Linked DNA regions of Callithrix jacchus: region 2 is linked to region 1. Evidence: chromatin contacts called from public Hi-C data. All regions are on one chromosome and are shown on one strand. Each heading gives the region's core, a stretch centred on a gene start, on an enhancer-like site or on the middle of the called end of the contact. The rest is flanking DNA. Distances are from core to core; before and after follow the strand shown.

Region 1 (4,543 bases), core at 1,297-3,796:
GAAAGGATCACTTAAGGCTAGGAGTTCAAGACCAGCCTGGGCAACATGGCGGGACCCCATCTCTACAAAAAATTTAAAAAATTAGCTGAGTGTGATGGCATGTACCTGTAGTCCCAACTATTCAAGAGACTGAGTTTGAGGAACTGCTTGAGCCAAGGAGGTTGAGGCTACAGTGAGCAGTGATTGTACCACTGAATTCCAGCCTGGGTGACAGAGTGAAACCTCATCTTCGATAAAGGCTGGGCGCTGTGGTTTGTGCCTGTATTTCTAGCACTTTGGGAGCTGGAGGCAGGCAGATTACCTGAGCTCAGGAGTTCGAGACCAGCCTGGGCAACATGGCAAAACCCCGTCTCTACTAAAAATACACAAAAATTAGCTAGGTATGGTGGTGTGCACCTGTAATCCCAGTGACTGGGGAGGCTGAGGCACAAGAATTGCTTGAACCCAGGAGGCAGAGGTTGTAGTGAGCCGAGATTATACCACTTCACTCCAGCCTGGGTGACAGAGTAAGACTCTGTCTCAAAAATAAATAAATAAAATTTACAAAGCTATTCTCTATTAACAGCTATATTCTCATTTTAATATCAAATATTAAAGACACCCTGGTCTTTTTCCATGAGTGTCTCAAACTCTTGTTCCAAGCATCGCTGCTGATTTTACCTTGTCACAGAAGACCTTGATCTGGCAGTAGGCTCGGTGTACAGGCTTGTTGCTGCGGTTGTTGTAACTATAGGTATCAATCTGAATGTTAAGAGGCAACCCCTTCACTCCCTTCTGGGAAGAGAAATCTGTGCTTAAGCAGTTCACAGAGATGAAAACCTGCAAAGAGAAGAGAAGGTTCCATAAGCAACAGGCCACAGCTCATGAAAATATTAACATCACTCCAATTACTCAAGTCCATTTTAAATGAGAAGTTCAGCTTCTCATTTTTTAAAAAAGAGTTTTTAAAAAGAGGCAATCTGGGGTTTATTTTAAAATTGCCTTTGGTCATAGAAATAGATCTTAAAGAGGAGGAAGAGTCGGCAGCTCTGAGCCTCTGCTTACATTCCCTTCCAGAATCCCTATTTAGTATCAGCTAGGACGGTGGAAGAGGCTGGTTAGCTTTCCTTATGCCATGTTGCAGAGTTACCAGGAGCATAGCTCCCTCTGCAGTACAAACTTCTGGGAATCCACCTATATTTATGTTGACACAACCTCTTAGGATAACCGGTAGTACTCTGTGTCCTAATATTTTAGAACTTATGAAATCAGTGTTCCTCTAATCCACAATTTTTATGACCATAAGATTCCAATAAAGTTCTCTCTCAATCTCTGCCTATCCAGACTAAACAGTCCTCAGTTCTTTCCAGTTTGTTCTTATTAATCTTTTGGTTATCAAGTAACACTGGGCCCAGTCTTCAAGGAATAATTTATAATTTACAATTATTTCCATACTCCTTTCTAGGTATGGAAATATCGGTGCAAGGGTCTTTTATTTAAACACAATTGGATTCTTTACATGCCCAGATTAAAACTAAGACAAAAATGGTAAAGTTTGTTAATGGGTTAATAACTTAATGATCATTAAACACTCAGGAATGTGTTCCTCATTCAAGAAGTTCCACATAGATGTGGTGAAAACTTCCTAAAATAACCCGGGAAGATGTTATGCTGGCAGGTCTATGTCCACAAAAGAAAAGAAGAATCCAATTCTTTAAGCAATACTTCTACTATTCAACCATTTACAAAATTACTTCGGAGAAACTATCTAAAGCAAACTTTTAGCTTCTCAACACAGTTTCAAAAGTCTGTTTTCCTATCAGTGCCCAAGTCCAAGCCACCACTTCTTACAGAAGCAATTTTTTTTTTTTTTTGAGACAGTCTAGCTCTGTCGTCCGGGCAGGAGTGTGGTGGTGTGATCTCAGCTCACCACAACCTCTGCCTTCCAAACCATCCTCCCACCTCAGCCTCCCAAGTAGCTGGGACCACAGGTGTGCACCACCACACCCAGCTAATTTTTGTATTTTTGTTTGTAGAGACAGGGTTCTGCTATATTGCCCAGGCTGGTCTCGAACTCCTGAGCTCAAGTGATCCTATCACCTTGGCCTCTCAAAGTGCTGGATTTCAGGAAGGAGCTACCACACCCAGCCCACAAGTACAGTATTAAAGATGACTTCCAAGTACAGAAGGTTAGCACCAGCTACACTCACTCCATCTGCTAGCATGTGCCTGAGTGACGCAGTGAGCAAGAAAGAACCCATCCAGGGGGATTCCCCCACCTTCAAATGGAAGGCGGAAGATGTCACACCCTTCTCTCCTCTCCTGGGATCCAAATCAGTTCTCTCCCAGCACATTTTCTCAAAAGTTAAAATAAACTGAGTCACATTATTAATACGACACTGGAAGCTGCTACTTAGAGAAAACCAGTGTACAGCAAACAAACATGTGCCGTTTCCCCACTATTTTTATAATTCTGGATTCTTAAAATGTTTTTGAGCTTCTTTTCAACCACTTTTAGAATTTATTTCTGATGCATGTGCACCACACAGTGGACATTACTGGAATTACAGTTTTAAAAACAAGACTGGCCCATTTCAAACCCAAGCCCTGTGAGCTGACATAGCCCTTGGGTCAACAACCAAGAATGGGTCCATCACGAGCAGCACTGGGTGTCACTGGCTGAACTAGGGCAGATGGGGAGAAATTTACCTTATAATGGGGGTGGGGGCAGCTATATGAACTTGTAAGATGAAGGAGAAGGAAGGGAGGGAGAAGAGGGAAGTCAGGATCATGGTGACAAAGATGGCTCTCTAGAAGGCATGCAAAATGTAAAATGCTGAGGTGGGGGTTTTACCCTCACTCTAGGCTATACACTGTTTTTCAGCAGGAAAAGACCAACACATCCTAAAAAGATAGAGGACTGGAGTCCAAGTTAACAGATTTAAAAGTCATCTCTGATCTTGTCCCAAGCCCTCCACCCAGGCCGATCTCACTTCCCTGAACACATTCTGCATATCCAATTCCGCCTCACCTTAGTCTTTGTCCACTTCCTGCTAGTGGCTTCCCAGGCAGACCCACCTCCACAGCTTCCCCTGTCTGTCTCCATCTGTAAGGCTGGCCTGAGTCCCATGCCACACATGGTCACAAGCACCAGGCTGGCCACACAGCAGAGGGACCACACACTGCGCACGTGGCTTCAGGACCTGTGCTGGGCATGTCAGGCACAGCCTCACCACACAGGAAAAGGGACCATCATCCTACTTGTACAGATGAAGCCCACAGTGGTGTTTAAAAGGTAGAAAGCGATGCACCAGGGTTCATCAGAGGGCCTTCCTCTTCATACCCTGCCATGTCTCTCCCAAACCAACATCTTCCCTGATTAGCTGGCTTTGATCTCCTACTTGGGATGGTTTGCCTTTTGATATGCGCATGGTTCATCTCCCTGATTAGACTGTAAATATTTAGCAGTCTGGGTCCATATTCCATAATTTGTCCTTTCCAATATGGAGCACAGTGCCTTATCCTGCCTGCTATGATTTTTCTTTCCATTTAAACTTATTTCCAGTAAATAAGCAAATTGCTTTAATTTAAATACCTAGATCTAGATATAGAGGCAAAAGTGGCATGTACAAATTCCAACAGCATTACAGAAAATATGTGTTTTGATTTCTTTTTGTTTTTGAGACGGAGTCTTGCTTTGTCACCCAGGCTGGAGTGCAGGGGCGCAATCTCAGCTTACTGCAATCTCTGCCTCCCAGGTTCAAGTGATTCTTCTGCCTCAGCCTCCCGAGTAGCTTGGATTATAGGCATGTGCCACCACACCCCGCTAATTTTATATTTTTAGTAGAGACCACATTGGTTAAGCTGGTCTCGAACACCTAACCTTGTGATCCGCCCACCTCAGCCTCCCAAAGTGCTGGGATTAAGGGCATGAGCCACTGCGCCTGGCCTGACTTTATATCTTTTCTTACATTTTTTTTTAAAAAAAAAACACTTTAAGTACAATCCCCAAATCCACAAATTAGAGGTAAGGACAGTCTGTGGAATCCATTCAGGTTTAAAACAAAAAAAGTCCATGCACACAACTAAGCACGTAAAGTAACTAAACTACCATATATTCTTCATTTTACAACCAGATGGAAAATCTGAACTTTTTTCTGACCTTCTAGGCCATTCTAGGCTCAATTCCTAATTTAAAAACAGCTGCCTGGGAAAGTTCAACTTTACCCTCAACAATTCCAGAAGTCTTTGACCCAAATCCTCTTTACAAGAGGATTTCACGGTAATCCAACCCAAAACCTAACCTCCCCTCGCTTCCCAGTTTCAAGTTTCTATTCAAAAAAGAAACAAGCAGGGGCCAATTCCCAGGATCAGGGCAAACATGGAGCTTTGGCGCAGGTTTCCCCATGCTGGTGTGCATTCATGATGATTTGTGGTCTCTTACTGACATACATTTCTCTTATTTTAAAAAATCAATTATTTCCAAACTTGGCAGTTTTCTAAATTTATTAAAGAAAGTTTACGATGGTCCTAATTCAGCATTAAAAAAAAAAAAAAAGCTACC
Region 2 (4,543 bases), core at 1,478-3,977, 160 kb after region 1:
ATCTGCTGGGATCCATCAGGATGCATGGGAAGAGGACTCCAGGGCCCCCAGCGGGGAAGTGACTCAGGCACCAGGGCAGACAACAGGCCTGACTCGGGTCTGCGGGTTCTCTCCGGCAGGGCTTCCCATCCTTCTCCCAGTCAGGGAGTGTGTGATTCCGCACCACTGCCATGGAGCACACACTGGGGTGGCTGGAACTCCAAATTTACTCCCTCGAAGTTTGGGACCCAGAAAGTCCAAAATCAAGATGGGGCAGGGGCGATTCTGAGATTCTGGGCAGAATCCTGCCTGCCTCTCCAGGTGCTGGCCTGGCCAGGAGCCCTTGGTGTCCTGGCCTGCCGTGGTGGCAGCACTTCAGCCTCTGCCTGTCCCCACGAGGCATATCCCTGTGTGTCACTGTCCTCGTGTGGCATTGTCTTCTTTTGAGTTGGAGTCTCACTGTGTCACCCAGGCTGGAGTGCAGTGGCGATCTCTACTCACTGCAACCTCCACCCCTTGGATTCATGCGATTCTCCTGCCTTAGGCTCCTGAGTAGCTGGGATTACAGGCACCTGCCATAGTGCCTGGCTAATTTTTGTATTTTTAGTAGAGACAGGGTTTCACCATGTTGGCCAGGCTGGTCTTGAACTCCTGACCTCGTGATCCATCTGCCTCAGCCTCCCAAAGTGCTGGGATTACAGGCGTGAGCCACCCCGCCCAGCCTGCACTGTCTTCTTCTTCTAAGGACAGTTGTAGTGGACAGTCCATCCTAATGGCCTCATCTTAACTTGATTACTCTGCAAAGACTCAATTTCTAAGTAGGATCACCTTTACAGGTACCGGAGTTCAGGATGAAAACATCTCTTTCTGGGGGCACAATTCAACCTTGAACAGGGGAGGAGCTCAGCTTTGGTGAGCAGAGCCTGGCGCTATGAGTTCCAAGCTTGACATTTCTTTCCAGTCATGAGTTTTAGCTTCAAACTCCTTGCATTTCTGCATTATTCTCTATTCTGATTCATATTTGCTGTAATAGGAAATACAGTATGATTTCCTCAAATCTTTGCCACTTCAGTGAGAAGAAACATGTTTATCCTGTGCATCCATAACCTTCAATGCACTTCTGAATTGTCTCAAGGGAGTTTATCCCCAATTTGAAAAGTTTAAACCAACATGAATTCATGTAATACTCACAGCTCAGGCCTGTGATTCCAGCACTTCGGGAGGCTGAGGCCAGCGGATCACCTGAGGTCAGGAGTTCAAGAGCAGCTTGGCCAACATAGTGAACACTACTCAAAATACAAACATTATCCGGGCGTGGCGGCGTGTGCCTGTAATCCCAGCTACCCGGGAGACTGAGGCTGGAGAATTGCTTGAACTCAGGAGGCAGAGGTTGTAGTGAGTGGAGATCGCGCCACTGCACTCCAGCCTGGGCGACAGAGCGAGACTCTGTCTCATAAAAACAAGCAAGCAAGCAAACAAACACGAAACAACCCAGTGAGGTATGCAGAGTCCACAGAAGGGGAGGCAGGTTGATCTGCTGGAGTCACACCCTCGTAGGTAGGGAGTCCGCGGGGAGTCAGTTCTCTCTCAGCTTGTTGGTCAGGCTAGGGTTTTTTGTTTTTTACCATAAGTGCATGATAAAGGGTATGAGGAAAGGGGAAGGGAGAGAGGTTTGCATGCCTGTTGTGAAAAGTGGGGATGGGAATTCTGAAATAAAAACACAGTTTGCCACGGAGCAGTAGCGTAAACCCATCCAGCCAAGCATATTCCAAGCTGTCCATCTACCCAGACAGCCACGTCAGAAACGCCCTTCAGTGCTTCCCTGTAGAAGGGAGGAAAGCACTTTTACATTTTAGTTCTGCTTGTTTGGAAGTTGTTTTAAAGGTCATTGAAGTGGGTTTTTTCTTTTTTTAACAGAGAGCTGTTTCCAGCCACTGTATGAGCCCATCTAAGTGAAATTGCGAGCATTAAGTAGAGAGGTGCCCCTTCATCCACCCCCACCATCATCTGCTCACCATCCACCCACCCTTGCAGCAGACCCTCACTGGGCACCTGTACCAGGAGACCGTCACTGAAAGGCAGCACCTCTGCCCATCAGAAGCTCATATAGGGAGAAGCGGTGGCCACAGCGAAGGTGTCCCCGGATCCTAGAGGCACTTGGAGAACAAGGGAGGGCTGTGGACATGCCACATCTGCATGTGTGCCTGCATGTTCTGGGTGCATGCCTGTATGTTTCCGTGTGTGTGTTTGCTTGTGTGCATGTGCAGTGTGTGCGTGAGAGAGAGAGAGGCTGAGAGTACAAGTGGGTGTAAGCACACACACCCGCCCAGCAGCCCTGCCTGTCTGCTCAGAGTTTCGCCTGCCACCCGGCCACGCCCTGTGATCCCCGTCCCAGGCTGGGTGCAGCCAGGACACCTGTTGCCAGCTCCAAGCACCTGCCTGGTTGCTGTACCCATGTCCTGTGCATGTCCCAAGCCAGCCCCCTGGGGTAATCCAGGCCATGACTCAGGAGCGTTGTGCTGGGACATCTGAGACCCCTAGCCCTGCCCTAGGGATCGGGGCAGGCGGTGCCATCTCCTGCAGCTGGGCTGGGCCCAGGCAGCCTGGATCTCTGTTTGCTCCAGAGGACGGGTGCATCCTGCTTGGGGGCTATGTGAGGCCTGCTGCTTTCACCCACAGATTCCAAAGGTTCTCAAGACAGGATTTGCTAGAGGAAAGAGCCAGTTAGGGCAATGCTCGTGCTGTTTGGATCAGAGTGAATCCCAGGCCCTCCTGGGAGGCTTTAGGCTCTCAGCTCCGCCATCTCTGGGGGTGAGGGCACACCGGCCACTCTGTTGGGGCATCTCTGCTCAGCACCCTGTGGGCTCATTACAGACTCGAGTGCATCCTCAGCGGGAACGGCCTGGCTGCTTCTGCCTGGTTCCTTCACATAGGCTGAGCTTCTTGGCCAGCATCTCACCGCTGGGCGGAAGCAGAGCAGGGCTGCCTGCTGCATCCAGCAGCCTCTTGTCAATCTCGGCCCCTGCCTGGGAGAGAGTCCCAGTACAAAGGGCAGAGGATGTGTCGGTGAGACCATCCAGTGGAACCAGCCAGTGATGTGTCGGTGAGAAAGACCCGGAGGAAACGGGAGGGGCCACAGGCCTGTGACTCTCCCACTGTTCTGCCGCGTGCCCACACCTGCTCGAGCTGGTGTCTTCCCGGGTGGGGGCTGCATCGCTTGCTCTGCATGTGACCTAGAGGATCCCACCCATCACCCTCCAGCACCAGCAGAACAAAGACCCCACGGTGGCCAGGCCTGTGCGGTGTAAACCACTTCCCCGGGTCTCTTAGTGTCCTCACTACTACATCCTCCACGTTCCAGAGGAGAAACTGAGGCCCTGAGGACACCCGGAATTGCCCAGGGCCACACCAAAGGGAAAGAGGTGACGCTGAAGTGGACATGGGACGCTGATGGGGTGCAGAGAATGCGATACCTTGGCTTTCCAAGCCTGGGGCTGGTTGTCCACATCCAGGAATTCCCTGTAAGGATTTCCTCTTCATGGCAAGCAGTTGTAGCACCACGAGTACCCACGGCCACTCCCACGGGGCCCTCTGTGTGATGACTGTGCCCAGCACTGGGCACCTAGGAACCAAGGCCCAGAGAGTTCCAGGTGGGTGGAGAGAGCCAGAGCCTTCCTGGCAGGCCCTAAGGCTTTTCAGTAGTGCCACTGGCTTTCTAGAAGGTTGCTGTGTGATTGGAAACCTGTGCTTTGAAATACGATTATCTGTATGGGTAGGAGGTTGAACTGGAGGCAGCAGCGAGGGGTGGCAGTGCCAGGCCAGAAATGGATGCGGGGCCTCCTTGTGTGGGCGGCCACCCCGCCCCCCCAGCTACGCTATCCTTACAACCAAATCCCCAAAACGGGGCTGAGCCGACCCTTCTGAGTTAGAGTAGAGGAGAAGGAAGGGGCTATGGGAGGAGAGGAGCACACGGAGCTGGCCCACATGGAGAGAGGGACCCCGCATAGCAGAGTAGTGTTGGTGGAGGTTTGCCATCAGAGTGATCTTAGTGACTGTGCCACCTCGGCCCTGACCTGGGCAGTGCCAGTGAACCTGTGAGGGGACTGGGGCCCAAGGTCCCGGAGGAGCAGGGTAATGAAGATGCGGCTGTCTCAGAACCTCAAATGTATCCTCAGACACCCACACATCCGCGCACCCAACACAGGTTTCTGGAACAGCTACTCGGCCAAGCACCGCCAGCCTGTCTCTGTGTCCCTCGTACTGGGGAGCCCAGGCTGGGGCAAAGGAAGGCAGCACAGGGGCGTCTGCTCTGGGCTCTCCAGAATAGGCAGAGCACAGAAGGGGTGCCCACTGGACATGTGGAGGGAGGAGATGAGAAGAGTCCCCAGTGCCGGAAAGGGTGGAGACAGCCTTGCTGGGGCGGGGGGCGGGGGACACGGATAACCTTGCTGCTAGGCTCTGGCTGCAGTCAGAAGCAACCAAAATTTTAAAAAGAGGGTGAACCTCTTAGAAAAGGAAATGGCGTTTATAAGGAGGTAGGAATGTGGCGGTAGGGATGATGGCC

Evidence for each region. Hi-C and Micro-C count contacts between places; a contact is called where the count stands out from the background.
Region 2: a Hi-C map of induced pluripotent stem cells shows a contact between it and region 1, with 2.4 times the contacts expected there. The contact joins two enhancer-like sites. A contact is called at or near these places in 2 of 3 Hi-C or Micro-C datasets (induced pluripotent stem cells and skeletal muscle).

What each region holds. Positions count from the first base shown.
Region 1 is chr14:105,003,400-105,007,942 of calJac240_pri, forward strand. It overlaps GRHL1 (grainyhead like transcription factor 1), which reads right to left. Exons shown (of 14, transcript XM_078349970.1): 7 at 661-819. Among named protein-coding and RNA genes, the nearest start is that of GRHL1, 35 kb to the right of the region's middle. Within about 2 kb of position 2,547, at least 2 of the 16 cell types and tissues checked have an H3K27ac peak or open chromatin away from gene starts, as enhancers often do.
Region 2 is chr14:105,166,599-105,171,141 of calJac240_pri, forward strand. No RefSeq gene overlaps it. Among named protein-coding and RNA genes, the nearest start is that of TAF1B, 37 kb to the left of the region's middle. Within about 2 kb of position 2,728, at least 3 of the 16 cell types and tissues checked have an H3K27ac peak or open chromatin away from gene starts, as enhancers often do.